Regions from separate parts of the Mus musculus genome. Here region 2 is linked to region 1. The links are chromatin contacts, called in public HiChIP or PLAC-seq maps. All regions are on one chromosome and are shown on one strand. The core of a region is the stretch at or near the end of the contact, and the rest is flanking DNA. Distances in the headings are between cores, read along the strand shown.

Region 1 (2,881 bases), core at 276-2,775:
AAACCAACTCTAATTTCCATATAAGAGAATATATTAAGAATATTGGTCACATAGTCTAGCATTAGCATGGGATAGGTTTAGTTAGAAGTTAGGAACAAAAGATAATAGTGAACTATGATTTTTCAGCTATGACTGTGAAATTCTAGATTGTTTACAACTTTTCCATACTTACGATTGCCATAAAAAAATTCTTTAAAATTAGAGACATTAAATGAATCACTAAAAAGGGGGATATTAAGATTACTACATTCTGCTACTACAGGAATTCTTAATCAACTTCTGAAGAATAAATAATACAGAAAAGTAAACTGTCACAGTGTTCCACAAAGGCTCCTGTTGAGTTGGGTGACACTCCTAGGGAGAGTGGAACACATGAAGGGAAGTAGATCACTGGGGAAAGCCCTTGAAAGGAATATTGGGTCCCCTGCCCCTAAGTGTCTCTTTTTGCTTTGGTTGCCATCAGATGAACACTGTCCATTTCCCTCATGGTGGCATTAGGGTTCCAAAGTAGTTTTCTGCTTATGAAATTGTTGAAAAACTAATAACTCCCTTCTCTGGAAGGATGATTCTTCTGTTAATCAATGTAGGTAAAACAGTAACCATGCAAAAGAACAGCCATTCATTGTGTGCTTTTTTAAAGTCAGTATTTGGCTGAATAAAAAATAGTAGATTCATTTGCATATCAAAAGCCATACTTTTGGTTTAGTCTACAATATAAACAGAGCCCTGAAGCAAGACTAACCAGGCTGAAATTCTTATCTTGGATTTTACATTTAGCCACCTTTCTTTCTGCGTTTCATCTCAAACAGTGCTAACAGTTAACCATTCGTACCTCAGTGTAGATGTAATGAGTGAAATCGTGTGTGTAAAGTCATTATGGAATTTACCAAACACTTAAACTAACCTTAAATTGGGCTTGGCCCATACTGTTAGGCTAGTTTGACATAGTAAAATAGTGATTTTTTTTTTTCCGGAATCGTTAAGGCAGCCCCCTAAAATTAGTACAGGACTTGAAGAGAAACTAAGGATTTCACCCACTAGGACTCCACGTCTGACGATCTCCAAATGAAACTTTATTTCTTTACGCAACTTCATACTGAAGGTGCTGCATTGCAACCCTGCCCCTCCAGAGGACAAGACAGTAGCTCATAATTGATGCAGCCGCTCCGTGATTACTCAAGATGGTACTGTCCAGTGCTAACTAGATCTAGAACTCTCTACGCCAGGGGTCTATACAAGTGAGGTGAGGAGGCATCACTCGCGGTGCTAATGAAGGACGAAGCCAAGCAAGTGGCAAGCGCCTCACCAAAAGGAGGCGTCACACGCCGCGCCTTTCCCAGTTCCCACGTCTCATCCACGCCCCCTCCCGGCTCGGCGCAGCCGGAGCGCACGCGCAGCTCCACTTCCGGGCGCCTCGCCTCGCGCCCCACAGTGCATAGCGGCGCCGTGCTGTCGCAAAGGCCACATCCGGGCGGCGAATGAGCGAGTCGCTTTCCGTGCGCTGCGGCGGCGGCTGGGTCTTCCTGCTCCCGCCGAGCTGCCGGACGCCCCGACGGTAGCCATCTGCGTCGCAGTCGGCCCGGTGCCCCCCGCCTCCGCGATGCCCCCCAAGAAACAGGCTCAGGCCGGGGGCAGCAAGAAGGCGGAGCAGAAGAAGAAGGAGAAGATCATCGAGGTACGTCCCCTCCCCCTCCCCGCCGCACCGGGCTGGGGCTCGCCGGGCTGCGGAGCGCGGCTCCCCGGGGCCACGTGTCGGCGCCCGGCCCGGTGGGCCCCGACTGAAGTGGTTCTCGCCGCCCCTCATCGCTGTAGTGAGGCCGCTGCGCCCCCGCGCTCGCCGCGTCTCCACCCACGCGCCCGCCGCGCCCACTCGGCCGCCCAGGGACCCCCGGCCCGGCCTTTCGATGCTCACGACTTTCCGCGGCTCCTCGGGCTGTGCCTGAAAAAACAAGCTGAGTGGCGCTCTGGAAGGCCCCTCCTGACTGACCTGACGCCTTGGGTTTGGTTTTTTTCTTTATCAGGCAGTGAGAGGTAGCGCTGTTCATTTTCAAGAGCCAGCGGACTATTTACCACTTTTTTGTTGTTGTTGTTTCTTTTGGTGTTTGGTCCATCTGGAAACTTTCGTGTCAAGAACAGAGGTTTCCCAAAAAGCGTGGCCCAGCGGTTTTGTACAGAATGCTTCGTTCATACATGGAGTCTGAATTAAACGTAGGCTCTGTCACAGTACCTATGTTAAATTGGGAGCTCCCAGTTTACCTACACACACACACACACACACACACACACACACGAGCGTCTTTTAATGCATTGAACTTGTAGGCATTCAGTGAGTGAGGCAAGGTACTGATGTTCTTAAATGTTCCTCAGGTTACAACGATTGTCTACTTGAGTTTCCTTAAGATAGGTAATGAAATTTCACATTCGATAAACGTATTTCTTCCATACTAATCCTCATTTAAAAGTAAATGGTACCTCATAGACTTGGATGTAGTTGGAAGAAAAGATGACTATTTTACAGCATCTGAGTATAAAGTAACCTTTAGTAGGCTCGTTCTTATTAAAATAGCCAGAATGAATGTTTGGGGTTTCGAAATGAGATGTTTGCTTATGATCGTTTTTTTTCAACATTTGATTGTTATAGCCTTGAAAGATAGAAGTGAGAATTCGCCAGGGTTCCTTTATACACGCTAATGAGATTAATCTTTTGTCAGATTGTATGTAGTTAAAGTTGGCTGATTTAATTTAAATAAAATTAATGTGAACACATCTAATAATTTACTGACTGTTGGAGTTCTAAGGTAGAACTGCCGTAGCCAAACATCTGGAAGCAAAACTGTTGCCAAGCAGTGCTGGTGTGTGCCTTTCATCTCAGTAGACAGTT
Region 2 (2,911 bases), core at 212-2,711, 48 kb after region 1:
GTGAAGAGAGCTGTGCCCATGCTGGGACATCTAAAATCTAAAATCTGAGGGATGAAGATGTGAGGATGAGGAGTCCAAGGCCAACCTCAGCTACATAGTAAATGGCAGCCCAGGCAGCCTGGTCTACATGAGACGCTTTTCTCCTCCGCACCGGAAAAAAATGGTTAAAAATTATTTTTAATAATATATATTTATTATATATTATATTATATAAATATTATATATTATATTCAATAACATATATATGACTCAAAGAAATGGGGCTTTTAAAAATCTCCAACTCAACTTCAGTCAGTTTATGAACTAAGTTTTATTGTATGGTGCTATAAATTATTAATAGGGTCATTAGATTATTTTTGCACCAAAAAATTCATTTCCACAAAAAAATGTATCGCTTTTGAGCCAGGGGGTGGTGGCACTCGCCTTTAATCCCAGCACTTGGGAGGCAGAGGCAGGTGAGTTTCTGAGTTCGAGGCCAGCCTGGTCTACACAGAGAAACCCTGTCTCGAAAAACCAAAAAAAAGAAAAAAAGTATCGCTCTTATATTATTTGTCTTTTATGAAATCATTTTTATTCTATGGATTTTCCATACTTAATATCATAAATTTGATTAATAAAGCTAAGTTCACAGCATTTTTAAAAAACCCTAATCTGTGTCAGTTTAGACTAAGGTGTTCTGATACAATAATCTTTTCCAGAAAACTTTTTGATTCTTTGATTATTAAATGTATATTCCTCAAATTAACTTTAAAACAATTTTAAAAATATTTGCTGGGATCCTTCATTTGTTAGACAATGAGAGCGATGTGAAAATTCTACTCTTTGTTGCCATAATAAATTTGAAATATATAATAAACATTGTCTTAGTTAGGATTACTGTTGTTGTGATAAAATACCATGACCAAAGAAATAAAGGGTTTATTCAGCTTATGCTTCCACACCACAGTGCATCAACACAGAAAGTCAGGACAGAAACTCAACCAGGGCAGGAACCCGGAGGCAGGAGCTGTTAGGAATTGGTTCTAATGCTTTGTCTTAATTTGGTTCCCAAAAGCCTTGCTTCCAGACGTTGAGGGTCCCTGCCCCTAGCTGGCTTTGATTGGTAATAAAGAATTGCTGTACAGCCGATAGCTGGGCAGGGAGATGGAGGTGGGACTTTAGATTGCACGGGCAAGGGATCCAGGGGGAAGAAGAGACAGAATTGCCATGACAGAGAAACAAAGAGAGCAGTTTAACATAGTGGGGAAAGCGCTGCTATCACTTACACACCTGAACAGTTCTCGTTGCTTGGGAAAGTGGGGGTGCCAGGTTTATAGTGAGACGTGTCTTGTCTCAGCTACGCACTAGACACTACCCACTCATTGCTTCGTAGGCATCAACAGACCGTGCTCCACATTCTTATTGCCTGTCCTGTCCCTCAGCTCCCGCACCATTACTGAAAATCTGCCCGGTTCTTCCCTCCGGCTCCCAAGGAACCCATGGGTGATTCTGTGAGGTGAGGCTCAGCCCGAGGCCTGAGGCTCTTCCCTTCTTTCCTCTGCCGTGTTATTCCACCAAGAACCTTCTGGACTGAATGGTGTTTTCATTTGCTCTTCCTGTTTGAATTCCTAAATTATTAACAAGGAGGATGCCCTCATGGCTTCCATTTTCTTACCACTCACTCATTTCCTTGGTTTCTTGAAATTTGGATTCCATCCTTGGTTTGCTTTCTGAACATAATTCCTTCAAAGAGTTACCAATTACCCTACGTTTGGCAACACGTTCAGTTTTTTTTCCTTGGCCTTTATGCACCGTTGAGCACAGGAGGGCATCCCGTTCTCCTGAGCCTTTCTTCCTCCTCCGTGCCACTTGTAGGCTCAGCTAGACCTCTATAGCACTGTTCTGTCCAGAGGTGTCCTTTCTGGCTTCTCTTCTTCCTTTCACAAGCTCTGAGTAAATAACCTACTGTTAGCTTTCAATCCGAGACAAATGGCTGAGCTGCCTACTTAACATATCAAAGCCGACCTGGCTACCAGGTTCTCCCAGCATTCCTCAGTCCCTGGCTGGCATACTCCACCCCCACCCTAAACGCTCCAGCAGAGCTGGACTGATCTTCCCTATATGATCCAACCATCTCCATCTCCATAATAACACAGAGACTCATATTTATTTATGAAAGCTGAGACCTTACTTTGCTATCTCTCAGCTGGCTCATATAACTTAACCTATTTATTCTAATCTGAGTTTGCCACAAGGCCTGTTACTTCTCATTCAGTCCCCATGTGTCTGACTTCCTCTGTGTCTGCCTGGCAAATACTTGTCCCTTAATTATTCCCCAGAGTTCCTATCTCTGCCCATAAGTCCCGCCTTTCCCCTCCTGCCTCAGTTATTGGCTGTCAGCTCTTTATTAAACCAATTGGAAGGTGATGGAGAGGAGTGTTTACAAAATACTGATCCATAAAAAGTAACAATACCAAGTCTGGACGTTACTCAGCTCTCCTCCAGTGCAGAAGCCAACATTTGAATAATGCAAAGACAACCTTTACACTGTGGACAAAAAGATTACCCCAACATCCAACCATCTTGCTCCTTCTGTACCTTTGGGCCTCCTGACTGCTGTACCTGGTTATGTAAGACTCTGGCGAGCCTTAGCTTACCAGAGACACCCTGAGTGAACAACTCGGAGTCGGGGATCAATGTAAAAGCAAGAGGAATTTTATTGTTCCAGTATACTGGGATCACTCTGCACACAAAGGAGAGAGAACAACCCGAGTGCAGCCCGTTTGAGTTTGTATACAGTTTTCAGAGCAGCAGCCATTAGGCACAATGTGATTGGCAGAACAGTGTGACTTCTTTTTTTAAATATTTATTTATTGTTATATGTAAGTACACTGTAGCTGTCTTCAGACACACCAGAAGAGGGCGTCAGACC

What was found. HiChIP or PLAC-seq counts read pairs in DNA pulled down with a chosen protein or histone mark.
Region 2: an H3K27ac HiChIP or PLAC-seq map of embryonic stem cells shows a contact between it and region 1, with 8 read pairs. The contact joins the enhancer-like site here to the promoter of Zc3h15 in region 1. A contact is called at or near these places in 1 of 39 promoter capture datasets (hippocampal neurons), 1 of 15 datasets of contacts at CTCF or cohesin (the NIH/3T3 cell line), 2 of 484 Hi-C or Micro-C datasets (both in embryonic stem cells), 4 of 115 datasets of contacts at active chromatin or transcription factors (bone marrow-derived macrophages and embryonic stem cells) and 3 of 9 other capture datasets (adipose tissue, liver and pancreatic islet).

The regions. Positions count from the first base shown.
Region 1 is chr2:83,643,053-83,645,933 of GRCm38.p6, forward strand. Zc3h15 (zinc finger CCCH-type containing 15) reads left to right here and starts at 1,526. Exons shown (of 10, transcript NM_026934.3): 1 at 1,526-1,675. The coding sequence starts at 1,601.
Region 2 is chr2:83,691,045-83,693,955 of GRCm38.p6, forward strand. No RefSeq gene overlaps it. Among named protein-coding and RNA genes, the nearest start is that of Itgav, 32 kb to the right of the region's middle. Within about 2 kb of position 1,462, at least 25 of the 459 cell types and tissues checked have an H3K27ac peak or open chromatin away from gene starts, as enhancers often do. A contact at or near this core is called in embryonic stem cells, where this site is marked.